Regions from separate parts of the Mus musculus genome. Here all the other regions are linked to region 1. Evidence: chromatin contacts called from public HiChIP or PLAC-seq and promoter capture Hi-C data. All regions are on one chromosome and are shown on one strand. The core of a region is the stretch at or near the end of the contact, and the rest is flanking DNA. Distances in the headings are between cores, read along the strand shown. Region 1 holds the start of Rpp21 (ribonuclease P 21 subunit). Region 2 holds the start of A930015D03Rik (RIKEN cDNA A930015D03 gene). Region 3 holds the start of Dhx16 (DEAH (Asp-Glu-Ala-His) box polypeptide 16). Region 4 holds the start of Nrm (nurim (nuclear envelope membrane protein)).

Region 1 (2,811 bases), core at 14-2,513:
CATATTTTGTCACAAAAGGTACCAGATGCATGCCAAACCAAACAACCTGGATTATCTGCTGCCTGGGTAATCTTCACACAAGACTGAGACAAGAAACTGCAGTGAGGGCATTCAGTTCCTCCTACCACCTCAACAGGACTTTGTCCACTCTACTCTTACCTTTGTGCCTTGACTGTGGTTCTTTGTGGCAAGATAATTGGTTGGTGAAAATATGGAACAAAGGATCCACTAATGTGATCTCTTGAGTTGCGTGGTAATTTGTCAGTGGATGGGTGTGGAAACTGTATGTTCTTGAGTCTCACCTTCTGTCCTTAATGGAGGTTTGGGTAAGCTTAGGAATCCACATTTTAATACACTCCCCTCATTTGTCTCTGAAGGCCCATACAAAACACCCAGGGTAAGTTTCAACGAATTGCCTAACTCTGAGCCAGCAGTCTGGTTCCCCACAGATCCTGCAGGGGCCTGGATCCCTCTGCTTCTGACCTTAGCCAGTAACTGGGAATCAGAAGTAAACACCAAGCCAGGTTGAATAAATGAGAAAAGGTCAGAGGAAGGAGGGTGAAGTAGATACTAATAAATAGCCGAGGAGACCGGCCATGCTGTTGTCTGGTTATTTGTGCTGTTCATGTAGCTACTAGCCCTTGGAACAGCAAGTGCCTTTAATAAGAAGTGGGAGAAAGGCAAGAAGCTCTTTGCTTAGGGATGTTTTGTCCTGTTAACTTATTTCCTCCCTTGTGATCTGATCTTTCACACTTTCAGGTCCATGGGCACTAATGCTTTTTATTTTTGAGACAGGGTCTGGCAATGTAGCCCATAATTCATATCCTGTAATTTATGGTAGTCCTACCTCAACCTCTCCAGTGGTGAGATAGCCAGAATATAACACCAGTTATTCTGGGCATTGACTGTTTTGTTATGTTACATCCGTTCATAGAAGTCCCAAGCATCTACCCTCGGCTTCAGAAGAGTAAGACAAAATCTAACCCAATGTCCACCGCAAACAACCCTCTTTCCAACCATAAAAGACAGGACTTCGGTCCTGTTATGTTTATGTACTTTAAGATCCTTTACCTGTTCCACGTCTACCTAATACGTGAGGGATACCAAACTAGGGCTGCCTGCACACAGAAGACCTGTGGGGTCCTCTGGTTTCTGACAGAAGCTGGTGCGGGGCTGAGGGCCCCCCCCCCTCCCGCACTACAGTTCCCAGCAGACGTTGCGCACTGCGCACGTCTGGGGCGGGACATCCGCAAGGAGGGGCAGACACTCATGGCGGGCCCAGTGAAGGACCGGGAAGCCTTCCAGAGACTCAGCTTCCTGTACCAGGTGAGACGCGCTCGGGGTGGGTGGCAGCCCGGTGTTGCGGCCGCAGAGTAACCTGGATGGCCGTCCTTGTTCCCAGGCTGCACACTGCGTCCTCTCTCAGAACCCCGAGAACCAGGCGCTGGCTAGGTTTTACTGCCACACAGAGAAAACCATCGCGAAGCGGCTGGTCCTCCGGCAGTAAGGCACAGGGTGGCGGGCAGGACCCGGGGCGCGGGCTGGCAGGCAGGCAGACAGCGACCTCCTCTCTTCCTCACCCAGGGACCCCTCTGTGAAGAGGACGCTCTGTCGCAGCTGCTCCTCTCTCCTCATTCCGGGCCTCACCTGCACGCAGCGCCAGAGACGTGAGTGCTGCCCCAGAGACATTTGTGAGGTGGGGACACTAGAGGACAGGGCAGGGCTCAGCAGCTCCACCTAGAGATGGAGACTTTCTGCAGCTGACTTAGTCCCTAAAACTATCTTGGACTACATGACACTCCTTAGTTTAAAAAAAAAACAAAAACAAAAAAAACAAAGCGATTTCGTTATTATTTCATTCCTAGGGTGCATTAAGCACTACTTACTAGCTGAGTGGGTTGTGGAGGTTCACGCCTTTTATCCCAGCACTTGGGAGGTAGAAGCAGGTGGATTTCATGAGTTTAAGCCTATCCTGATCTACATAATCCGGACTGGCCAGGTCTGCATAAAGAAACCCTGTCTCACACAAAAACACATACTGTCTCTTTGCTTTTGGTTTTGATTTTGTTTTGTTTTGTTTTTTGGCACAAGTGTCACAGTAGCCCAGACTGGCCTCCAATTCCCTGCAGTCTCCTGCCCCCACATCCCTAGCTAGGATTACAAGCATGAGACAACACACCCAGCTACTGGAGTCGTAATTTTAAATGCTTCAGTTGGTAGGGGTAGAGTGCTGAGTCCTACCAGTGGCAGGGAGGTAGGTATAACATGATAAACAAGAGTCAAACACTCTAGACGCTGGGATTCCCACACGAGAGAATGTGTGCTTTGTAGGGGCTTGGGAGATGGTTCCGTGGTTACTGTGCCCGATAAGCTTAAGTGTGAGGGCCTGACTTCAGATCTCCAACACCTGTGTACAAGCAGGTTGTAAGCCCAGCCAGCCTTGGGGAGCAGGTGAAGACGTACAGATCCTCCAGAGCACTCTCTGGCCAGGCAGTCTAGCTGAAAACATCTAGTCCCAGGTTCAGTGAGAGACCCTGTTCCAAAAAGACATGGTGGAATGTGGTAAAGGAAGACAGACACCCAAACTAGATTTCTGTCCTCCACATATATATCTAGATGAGTGTTCCTGTGTGCATACACACACACACACACACAAACACACGTACTCATGCATATAACAGTAACACATATGTGTATATACAATATGAATGTATAAATAAAAATAGGAATTTTTAAAAAAGAATCTGTGCTATAAGAAAAGGAATGCTCAGGAGGCTGGAGTTTGAGGTGGGCAAGATGGAGAGAGGTGAA
Region 2 (3,011 bases), core at 161-2,660, 260 kb after region 1:
ATAAAAAAAAAGTTCACTCAGAGAAAGACTCGGGGACACTGGGAGCCTGGACACTCAGTGTCACCCCCAGCCAGCTACTAAAGACTTTCTAGTGGCTTAAACCCATGTCTGAGCAATCTTCTCGGGCGGATAATACCATCTGTATTTTCCCTGCTGTGTACGGACATGCTATGAACTACCAGCACCAAATTTCAACTCAGCAAGAATGTGATCTGGGCTAGCAACTTTCATTAAACAATGTTTCCTGTGACCACCCAGGATCCAATGTATGAATATTTTTGCCTGCATGCAGCCACCAGTGCTGGACACTGAACCTGGGTCCTCTGGAAGAGCAGCCGGTGCTCTTACCTGCTGAGCCCTCTCTCCAGCCCTGCTTATTAGACTTCTAACACATCAAGAACTTCATTTCAACCAGACATGGTGGCGAATGCCTTTAATCCTAGCGTTCAATAGGCAAAGGCAGACAGAGTCCAGGCCAGACCCTACTACATAGCAAGACCGCCCCCCCCCCAGTCCCCCCCCCTCCAAAAAAAAAAAAAACCAATATCGAGTTCTCTGAGTAACTGGCTTAATCTCTTCCATGGCTCATTCATCCTGACCTCACAGAAATCCACCTCCTGAATGCTGGCATTAAAGGAGTGAGACACCGTGCCTACCACCATTCCCTTTATAAGGTGTGAAGAGTGGAGACCAGAGGACAACTGTATCTTTCCTAACACAGCCTCCATTTTTTTTTCCTCTAAGACTCACTACTTAGGCTACTGCGGTTCACCGAGTAGTCCCGAGTAGTCCCGGGGATCGGCCTGTCTTCCTCCCAGCTGGGTTTTCATAACAAGCCACCACGCTCACATTTTTAAAGCGATTTCCGATGATCAACCTCGGAGGTCCTGTGCTACAAAGCAAGCTCTTTACCGATTAAGCAACCTCCGCGGCCCTAAACAATGTGTTTTAACACACCACGTTATATATTTCAAACGTGTGCAATTTTTGTCACTTACACCTAAATAAATAAAGCTGGGGAAATTAAAATCTAATGAGGGCCGGGCATGGTGGTGCAGGTCTTTATTTCCAGCACTCCGTAGGCCTAGGCAGATAGATCTGGGTTCGAGGCCAGCCTAGTCAACAGATCGAGCTCCAGGAAAGTCAGGGCTACACAGAGAAAACCTGTCCTGAAATGAATGAATAAATCTACTAAGTAAGCTTAGTTGAGCCGAGAAAATTAAAATGAAAAATACTATAGTAGGCGCTTCAAGTTGCGAAGGCTTGACGATTGTACGCTTTTCTAGATTTGATAACCGACATTTCTGACCAAAACAAACAAACAGCGACTTTAAAAGGTTTTCGTGGGCTTACCGTTTGAGGAAGAGACATGGCGAAACCGGTCTGCGACGCCGGACTAGACGCAAAGCCAAGCCCACGGGCGAAACACATCCGTCTTCTTCACCCGTTGGGTGGGACTTCCGCTATCAAGGCTCCACCTTCTTAAAGGTTCCCCAAAAACCGCTAGCAGCTGGGGACCGACCGTTCAAACACTTGAACCTATGGGGGACCATTTCACCCAAAGAATGGACTGTCAGATGGTATTAGAAATTATCTCGAGCTGGCCGTGGTGGCACACACCTTTAATCCTAACACTCGGCACTAGGCAGGCAGGTTGGTGTCTGAGTTCGAGGCCAGCCTGGTCTACAGAGTGAATTCCAAGACAGCCAGGGCTACACAGAGAAACCCTGTCTCAAAAAATAAAACCAAATAAATAAATAAATAAATAAATAAATAAATAAATAAATAAATAAATAAATAAATAAATAAATGACTTTTTCCAACCATTGAAATCTGCTACGAGTAGAAGAACGAAGCTAAACGGTTTCAAAACAGCAGCAACGCAATAGCTCTAAGATAATTTTTATTTGTGGTATGAGATAAGGTCTTGTTATTTAGCCCAGGATAGCCTATCTGTTCACAGCAATCCTCTTGTCTCAGCCTGAAAAGCTGGGGTTAAAGGGGTGCACCACAGCCCAGCTCCATCGAACGTCGCGCGACGTCAGGGTTTCCTCTGCGCAGCCATGACGCATCTTGACCAGCAGGTGGCACTGCGGAGTCGCAGGTGCGGTGGACCGACCCTTTACCCAAGGCTGTGGGGATCTTGAGTTCCAAGTGTTTTTCCTGCTGTTGCAGCTACTCATTACTTACTACCTACTGATACATAATATTTCAACATAAAGATGAGCTGTAGCCGCACAGCTATCTGAACGTCACCACCAGTTATAGGCTGTTGTGAGCTGCTGGGTGTGAATGCTAGAAACCCTGGAAGAGAATCAAGTGCTCCTAAATTGCTGAGCCTTCTCTCCACCCCATAGCCAAATTACTTGACAATTACATCCTTATTCCAATGCCTGCACCTCTATCCGCTATATGGGGCCTTCAAGCTCATCTCTTCAATGGGTCCACTGCACCACAATGTTCAATGCCACCCTGACCCTGCCCACCCCCCACCCCCAACCCAATTACCTTCAACCTCCATCGTCTTCCTCTGGGCCTTCTCTCCTCCCTCCCCTTTACATTCCTGGTTTTCTCTAACTGGCTTACTCCTCTTCCCAGACAAGAAGTAAGACGCCTGCAAATTCTCCTCTCTTCCTACACAGGTTCTCAGCTTACACTACACTCTGAAGATGACCTATTCCTCTCCTCCCACCTCTATGCTGATGGTGCCCAATGTCTCCAGCCAGCATCTCTTCCCCAAGCTGTGCTTGCATATACTGTCTGCATATATTGTCTCTGGAGATCGCCCATAACAAACATGCCAAACTAGAGCCATGCTACACTCTGTTCCCTTACTCTACAACTCCATCACCAACACACACACACACACACACACACACACACACACACACACACACGAGAGAGAGAGAGAGAGAGAGAGAGAGAGAGAAGCAATCCAACAGCCTGTCCATCTATCAAACAGTCAAACAGTCTTTCCCCCACTGTTTCTGGTTCATTTTCCTTCTAGGATG
Region 3 (3,189 bases), core at 521-3,020, 380 kb after region 1:
ATCCCTCTCCTTCCTTCTGACTTACCCTGCCTTCCTCTTCCCTGACTCGGAAACCTCTTCCTCCTCGTCCTCCTCGTCCTCCTGGTGTTTCTTCCTGAGGTGTTTCCGTCTCTTCCGCTTCTTCTGGAGGCTGCTCCCGTTACTACCCACTGCCTCCTCGCCGCTCTCGCTGTCTTCCAACAACTTATAAGAACGGTTTTTCTCTAGCAGGGCTCGGGCCTCTCGCTCAGCTGCCCGAGCTGGCTTTTCCACCACAGCCTTCCGTGGCACCTGCCGGTAGATATGACAGCTCCTGACCTCAGTACCCTCATTTGCCTACGAACCGGTTACTATATCTAAAGCCTGTCTCCATCTTTCTCTTCTTCGTGGTCTTGTTCTACGGTCATAGCTCAACAGGGCTCCGCAGCTTCTGAACGTCCTTCTAGGAATCCACTGAGCAAATGATTACTGAAAGCCATCCCGTGGTGGAGGCAAAGAACCAGCTCTCACAGGTTGTACGCTCACAGCCTCACACGGGCATATGCACGAACTAAAACTTCTTCCTAACTTTAATGACTTACTTTTATTTTTATGTGCACTGGTGTTCTGCCTGCAACGTGAGCTGTGTGTGAGGGTGCTGAATCTCATAGAACTGGAGTTACAGTTGTGAGTTGCCACGTGGGTTCTAGAAATTGAACCTGGTTCCTCTAGAGGAACAGCAAGTGGTCTTAATCCCTGAGCCATCTCTTCTTGCCCCACGATAGAATTTTTTTTTTAAAGTATTGGTTCTGAGCTTAAGTAGTTTATGTTCTAAAACCCATTTTCTTTTCATGATTTATTTTTCATTTATTTATGTGTATGGGGTACCTGGCAAAGGCCAGAAGCCCTCCGATCTCCTTGGAGCTGGAATTACAGATGGTTGTGTGCCACTAGGCCTGGTTGCTGAGAACTGAACTCAAGTCTTCCAGATGCACAAGGGGTCTTAACTGCTAAGCCATCCCTCCCCAGCCTCGATCCTATTTCCTAAATGCTAATTCTCCTAGCTCTGTTCTCAGTGACTCTTTCCCAGGGCTGGGGATTGAATCCAAGGCTTACTGTATGCTAGACAAACATTCTACCAACTGAGCTACATCCTTAGGCCTGGGGTATGTGCTGTAACTAACAATGGCTCTAGCTTAAACATGTATGTAGAGCCCCATCTCGAGTCTTCTCCACAGACCTGTATACACCCAACACCTAGCATGATATCTAGATAACAGAGGAAAAAAATTAAATGGTGGGCGGAACCAAGAATGAAAGGTCTCTCTGTCACCCCACTACCAGGGAGGCTCGCTGCAAGTTCTAAGCCAGCCTGTGTACTATATTGAAAGTTGCAGGCTATCACAGAATAGACAGCCACACTGCGTACGAGCCAATTCGGCTGTGAGTGGCCTGCCCCGGCGGCACACACCTTGCTCCAGAGCTTCAGGGCGAAGTCCCGCGCCGGCCCCCCGAGGTCCAGGGTGTCGGTGTCCCGCAGGCGCTGCACGAACTCCTCGGCGGAGGCGCAGCGCTGTGCGGTGCCGATCAGGAACTGCGCGACGTGCCGCTCGCTCAGCCCCAGCACCGAGTGCAGCTCCTCCTGCACCCACCGCTCCAGCCCCGCCGGCGTCGCCATGGCGACGCGTCCTGCTCCGGGCGCGCAACCGCGGAACGGCCAGGACTGCGGCGGGGACAGAGCCTGCGGTACTACCGCCTCGCTCCGGCTGCCGTAGAGACTCCAATTCCACAGACCGCGAAACCCGGAAAGAGTCGCGCTCTTCCGGCCAGGGATCGACGGTGGCTGGGCGGGTTCAAATCGCGCAGCCTCTTTCCCGACGCTAAGTGCAAGAGGCTTTCATGCACAGCCTCGTCCAAGCTCTCCGTCGCCCCCTAATGATCTGTGCGCGGGTGCAGTTCTCTATCAATACAAGCTGTCAGTGATGACTAACTAGTTCCCACAGCTGGGATAAATAAAAGACGTACAAATCAGGGTTAGGAAAACAAGATATATAACAAAGGGCTGGAGAGACGGCTCAGCGAAGTCGAGTTCGATTCGGTGCACCCACATCCCTCACCAACAACCACGTATATCTCCAGATCCAGGAGGATCTACCACCTCTGGTCTCTTCTGACACCTGCACTTGTGTGCACGTGCTCATACACAAACACACATACACCTAATTTTTTTAAAAATAAATTTTTTTTTTTTGGTTTTTCGAGACAGGGTTTCTCTGTCTTGGAACTCACTTTGTAGACCAGGCTGGCCTCGAACTCGGAAATCTGCCTGCCTCTGCCTCCCGAGTGCTGGGATTAAAGGCGTGCACCACCACGCCCGGCCTAACTTAAAATATTAAAAATTAAAACAACAAAAACTAAAGGTACATAATAAATACATTTAGGTGGGAGTTTGGGTATCATAAGATTTTAATATTTATTTATTTAATGTGCATGTGGGTTTGCCTGCATGAATTTATCTGCACAGTATGTGTGTGTGTGTGTGTGGTGTGTGTGTGTGTGTGTGTGTGTGTGCCCTTTTAGGTCAGAGATATTGTGTCTCTCTGAACTTGGAGTTACTGGTGGTTGGGACCTGCCTGATATAGGTGCTGGGAACCAAACACCAGTCTTCTGAGAGCAGCAAGTGCTCTTAACCACTGAATCATCTCTCCAGCCCCTCTATTGGGTGTGTGTGTGTGTGTGTGTGTGTGTGTGTGTGTGTGTGTGTAGGCATTTTACTTGCAAGTATGTATACCACTCAGAATCTGGAGGAGGGCATTGGATCTCCTGAAAATGTAGTTAGGGGTGTTTTTGAGACATCACGTGAGTGCTGGGAGTTAAACCTAAGTGTTCTTAATTGAGAAGCCAGCTCTCCAGTTCACCATTTAAAAAACAAAAACAAAAAACAAAAAAACACGGGACTCATGTACAATTAGCTGGCCTTGTATGTACTACATAGCTAAAGATAACTTTGAACTCTTATTTATTTATTTATTTACTTACGCACTTAATTACTTACATCCTCAAAGCTGCCCCCTCCTGGTCCCCCCTGAAAGAGTTTCTCCCCCTATTCCCCTTCTCCTCTGAGAGGGCACCTCCCCACCCCAGTATCCTCCCTACCCCCCACCCCCCACCCCCGCAACCTTGAACTCTTTTTGTTTGTTTGTTTTTTGTTTTGTTTTTTTGAGACAGGGT
Region 4 (2,939 bases), core at 289-2,788, 400 kb after region 1:
TTAATCCCAGGACTTGGGAGGCAGAGGCAGGTGGATTTCTGAGTTGGAGGCCAGCCTGGTCTACAGAGTGAGTTCCAGGACAGCCAGGGCTACACAGAGAAACCATGTCTTGGAAAACCAAAAAAAAAAAAAAAGAGAGAGAGAGAGAGAGAGAGAAAGAGAGAGAGTGCATTGGCTAGGAGGCAGAGGCAGGTGGATTTTTAAATTCGAGGCCAGCCTGGTCTACAGTGAGTTCCAGGACAGCCAGGGCTATGCAGAGAAACCCTGTCTCCCCCCTCCCCCCTCAATAAGCACTGGCTGCTCTGGCTGCTCTTCCAGAGGTCCTGAGTTCAATTCCTAGCTACCACATGGTGGCTTACAACCATCTGTAATAGGATCTTATGCCCTCTTCTGGTGTGTCTGAAGACAGCTAAGGTTTACTCATATACATAAAATAAATAAATCTTAAGAAAGAAAGAAAGAAAGAAAGAAAGAAAGAAAGAAAGAAAGAAAGGCATGGTGGCCCACACCTTTAATCCCAGTACTCGGGAGGCAGAGGCAGGCGGATTTCTGAGTTTGAGGCCAGCCTGGTCTACAGAGTGAGTTCCAGGACAGCCAGAGCTATACAGAGAAACCCTGTCTCAAAACACCAAAATAAATAAATAAATCTTAAAAAAAAAAAAAAAAAAAGAATACATAGGCCTCTGAATTCCAAGCCAGCTGGGGATACATAGAAATACCCTGAAAAAAAAAACCCAAAAACAAACAAACAAACAACTCAAGGTTGTCCTTCAGCAGCCGTTTGCACTGCACACACAGGAGCACAAGCACACATTCCACAATTATATTCATTCACACACACACACACACACACACAAGCAAGCAAGGAGACTAGGGAAGTGGTCTTTGGTGTGGTTTTCTTGTTTGCTTTTCCAAGACAGGGTATCTCTACATACATAGTCCTCACTCAATAGATCAGGCCTTGAAATCAGTAATGATAGACCTTCAATCAAGAGATCCGTTTGCCTCTGCCCCCTCCAATAATAGGGTTAAAGGTGTGAGCTACCACATCTCGCTGTCTGGGGTTTTCTAGCAGCGTTTCCCCTTTTTTATCTTTCTCCTTCCCCTGGCTCTCCTCACAAAACCCCACCCCCACCCCGGGCCGTACTCTGTCAGTCTTCACTCGCAGCTTTCTGCACAAGACTAATCTTGGAGTTTCTGATTTAGCCTCCGCTCCCTTCCCAGCAGCGCCTCCCAGCTTTGGCGGTTTCCCTGTCATTTGTTTCCATGCCCCGCCCTCGCCACGCTGCTTCGGCTCCTCCTCTCCGCTTCAGCTCGCCCTGGATCCCTGCGGCTCACCGGGACCGCCAGACTCCGGGATCCCTCCAAGCAGCGGCCTCAGGGAGGTGAAACGCACGAATTCCACTCCGGTGCCAAAGGCCAGGATGAAGGAGGCGAGGGCCGCAGGAACCAGCAGCAGCGCCGGTGCCATGGCGAGCAGCGCGGAGCCTGAGGAGAAGGCGGGCTCAGGGTTCCCGCGACTGCTGGCCCTGCCCAGGTCCCGCCTCCTTGGGGGTGCTGGCGGCAAGGCGGGGACCGCGAGCGGCGCGTCACAGCGCGGAGTTGGAATCCCAGGCGTCGTCAGGGCAGCTGGTCTGCGGCTACCCTTGTGGGTCGAATCTCAGCGCTGTCAGTGTTCTCGAGGAAAGTGAAGACAGAGCCTCCCTTGCGTGGAAACATAAAGAACATCTTGTTTTTAAAGATAATCACTCCTTATTCTCCAGCCTCAATCCCTGATGTGCTGGGGTTACAAACGGCGCCACCCCGCCCAACATAGATTTTTGTATAGTGACCGTTTTAGAGCTGGGTGTGGTGGCTCGTGCCTGTAATTCCAGTACTCGGAAGGGTGAGGCAGGAGAATTTGAAGTTAGCTTGGACTGCATATGGAGACCGGTTCCGAAAAAGCCATTAAAAAAAAAAAGAGAGAGAGAGAGACAAGGTCGGGAGATGGTGGCATATGGATCTCCAAGTTCCAGGCCAGCCTGGCCTATATAGTCAGTTCTAGGATAGCCAAAGGCTACACAGAGAAACCCTGTCTCTAAAACCAAAGACCGAGTAATGAAAGGCTCAATCACCATAGCTATCCAAGTACAGGGTCCTCAGAAGACAAGAGCTGATTCTCTCAGATTACAGATAGAGCAAGGGCAGGGAGGCTGGTTGCTCCCAAGACGTCTGGACCAAGTTCTAATGCATTGTATAGCACTTTTCCTCCCCACCCTGATCTCTGCTTGGGAAATGTATTGAGTGGGCTCCATCTGTGAATGTTTTTGAAGAAGTTCTGTACTTACATTTATTTTGCCTTTATGTGTATTGATGTTTTGCTTGCAACTATGTGAGTGTCAGATCTTGGAGTAACAGTGGTGAGCTGCCATGTGGGTGCTGGTATTTGAACCCAGGTCCTCTGGAAGAGCCCAGTACCCTCAACCACTGAGCTCTCTCCAGCCCCCACTTGGACTGCTCAAAAAAAAAAAAATGTATATATATTTTTAATGGCAGAATCTAGCCAGGTGGTGGTACACGCCTTAATGGCAGAATCTTCATGTAGCGCAAGATGGCTTCGAACTTGCTGTTATGTAGCTGAGAATCATCTTGAGCAGATCCTCTTGCCTCTGCCTCCAAGTGCTGGGATTATGGCCTAGCATCACATCCTGGCTCCACTGATCTTCTAGACACTGTGAAGTGGTCCCAGAAGAGCTTATAGGTGGGAAACAAGCAGTTGACTATGTGTGGTTTCTCTTTAACCTGTTTCCTCCTTAAATCATAATGCAAGCTCTAGGGAGGCAAATGCCTAAGGCTCACTGTCCATCCAGCCCAGCCTAAGGGTGCCCCATGTCCCAGTGAGATTCCCTATCTCAAAGAAAAACAAAGTGGCCCGAGGAAAGACATCCAAGGCTGACTTC

What was found. Promoter capture Hi-C pulls out the DNA fragments that hold promoters and counts their contacts. HiChIP or PLAC-seq counts read pairs in DNA pulled down with a chosen protein or histone mark.
Region 2: a contact with region 1 is called in an H3K27ac HiChIP or PLAC-seq map of T-cell acute lymphoblastic leukemia, with 3 times the contacts expected there. The contact joins the promoter of A930015D03Rik here to the promoter of Rpp21 in region 1. A contact is called at or near these places in 17 of 39 promoter capture datasets (the 3T3-L1 cell line, 3T3-L1-derived adipocytes, the C10 cell line and 12 more), 2 of 15 datasets of contacts at CTCF or cohesin (the NIH/3T3 cell line and large pre-B cells), 20 of 484 Hi-C or Micro-C datasets (the 3T3-L1 cell line, B cells, CD4 T cells and 14 more), 12 of 115 datasets of contacts at active chromatin or transcription factors (the SCID.adh cell line, T-cell acute lymphoblastic leukemia, astrocytes and 7 more) and 1 of 9 other capture datasets (liver).
Region 3: a contact with region 1 is called in an H3K4me3 HiChIP or PLAC-seq map of bone marrow-derived macrophages, with 4 times the contacts expected there. The contact joins the promoter of Dhx16 here to the promoter of Rpp21 in region 1. A contact is called at or near these places in 1 of 39 promoter capture datasets (pre-B cells) and 1 of 115 datasets of contacts at active chromatin or transcription factors (bone marrow-derived macrophages).
Region 4: a contact with region 1 is called in a promoter capture Hi-C map of pre-B cells. The contact joins the promoter of Nrm here to the promoter of Rpp21 in region 1.

What each region holds. Positions count from the first base shown.
Region 1 is chr17:36,256,298-36,259,108 of GRCm38.p6, reverse strand. Rpp21 (ribonuclease P 21 subunit) reads left to right here and starts at 1,263. Exons shown (of 5, transcript NM_026308.2): 1 at 1,263-1,326; 2 at 1,403-1,503; 3 at 1,585-1,667. The coding sequence starts at 1,270. Trim39 (tripartite motif-containing 39) reads left to right here. Exons shown (of 7, transcript NM_178281.1): 7 at 1-236.
Region 2 is chr17:35,992,903-35,995,913 of GRCm38.p6, reverse strand. It overlaps A930015D03Rik (RIKEN cDNA A930015D03 gene), which reads right to left and starts at 1,410. Exons shown (of 2, transcript NR_015618.2): 1 at 1,354-1,410.
Region 3 is chr17:35,878,359-35,881,547 of GRCm38.p6, reverse strand. It overlaps Dhx16 (DEAH (Asp-Glu-Ala-His) box polypeptide 16), which reads right to left and starts at 1,770. Exons shown (of 20, transcript NM_026987.2): 1 at 1,430-1,770; 2 at 26-270. The coding sequence starts at 1,636.
Region 4 is chr17:35,859,917-35,862,855 of GRCm38.p6, reverse strand. It overlaps Nrm (nurim (nuclear envelope membrane protein)), which reads right to left and starts at 1,538. Exons shown (of 4, transcript NM_134122.2): 1 at 1,339-1,538. The coding sequence starts at 1,471.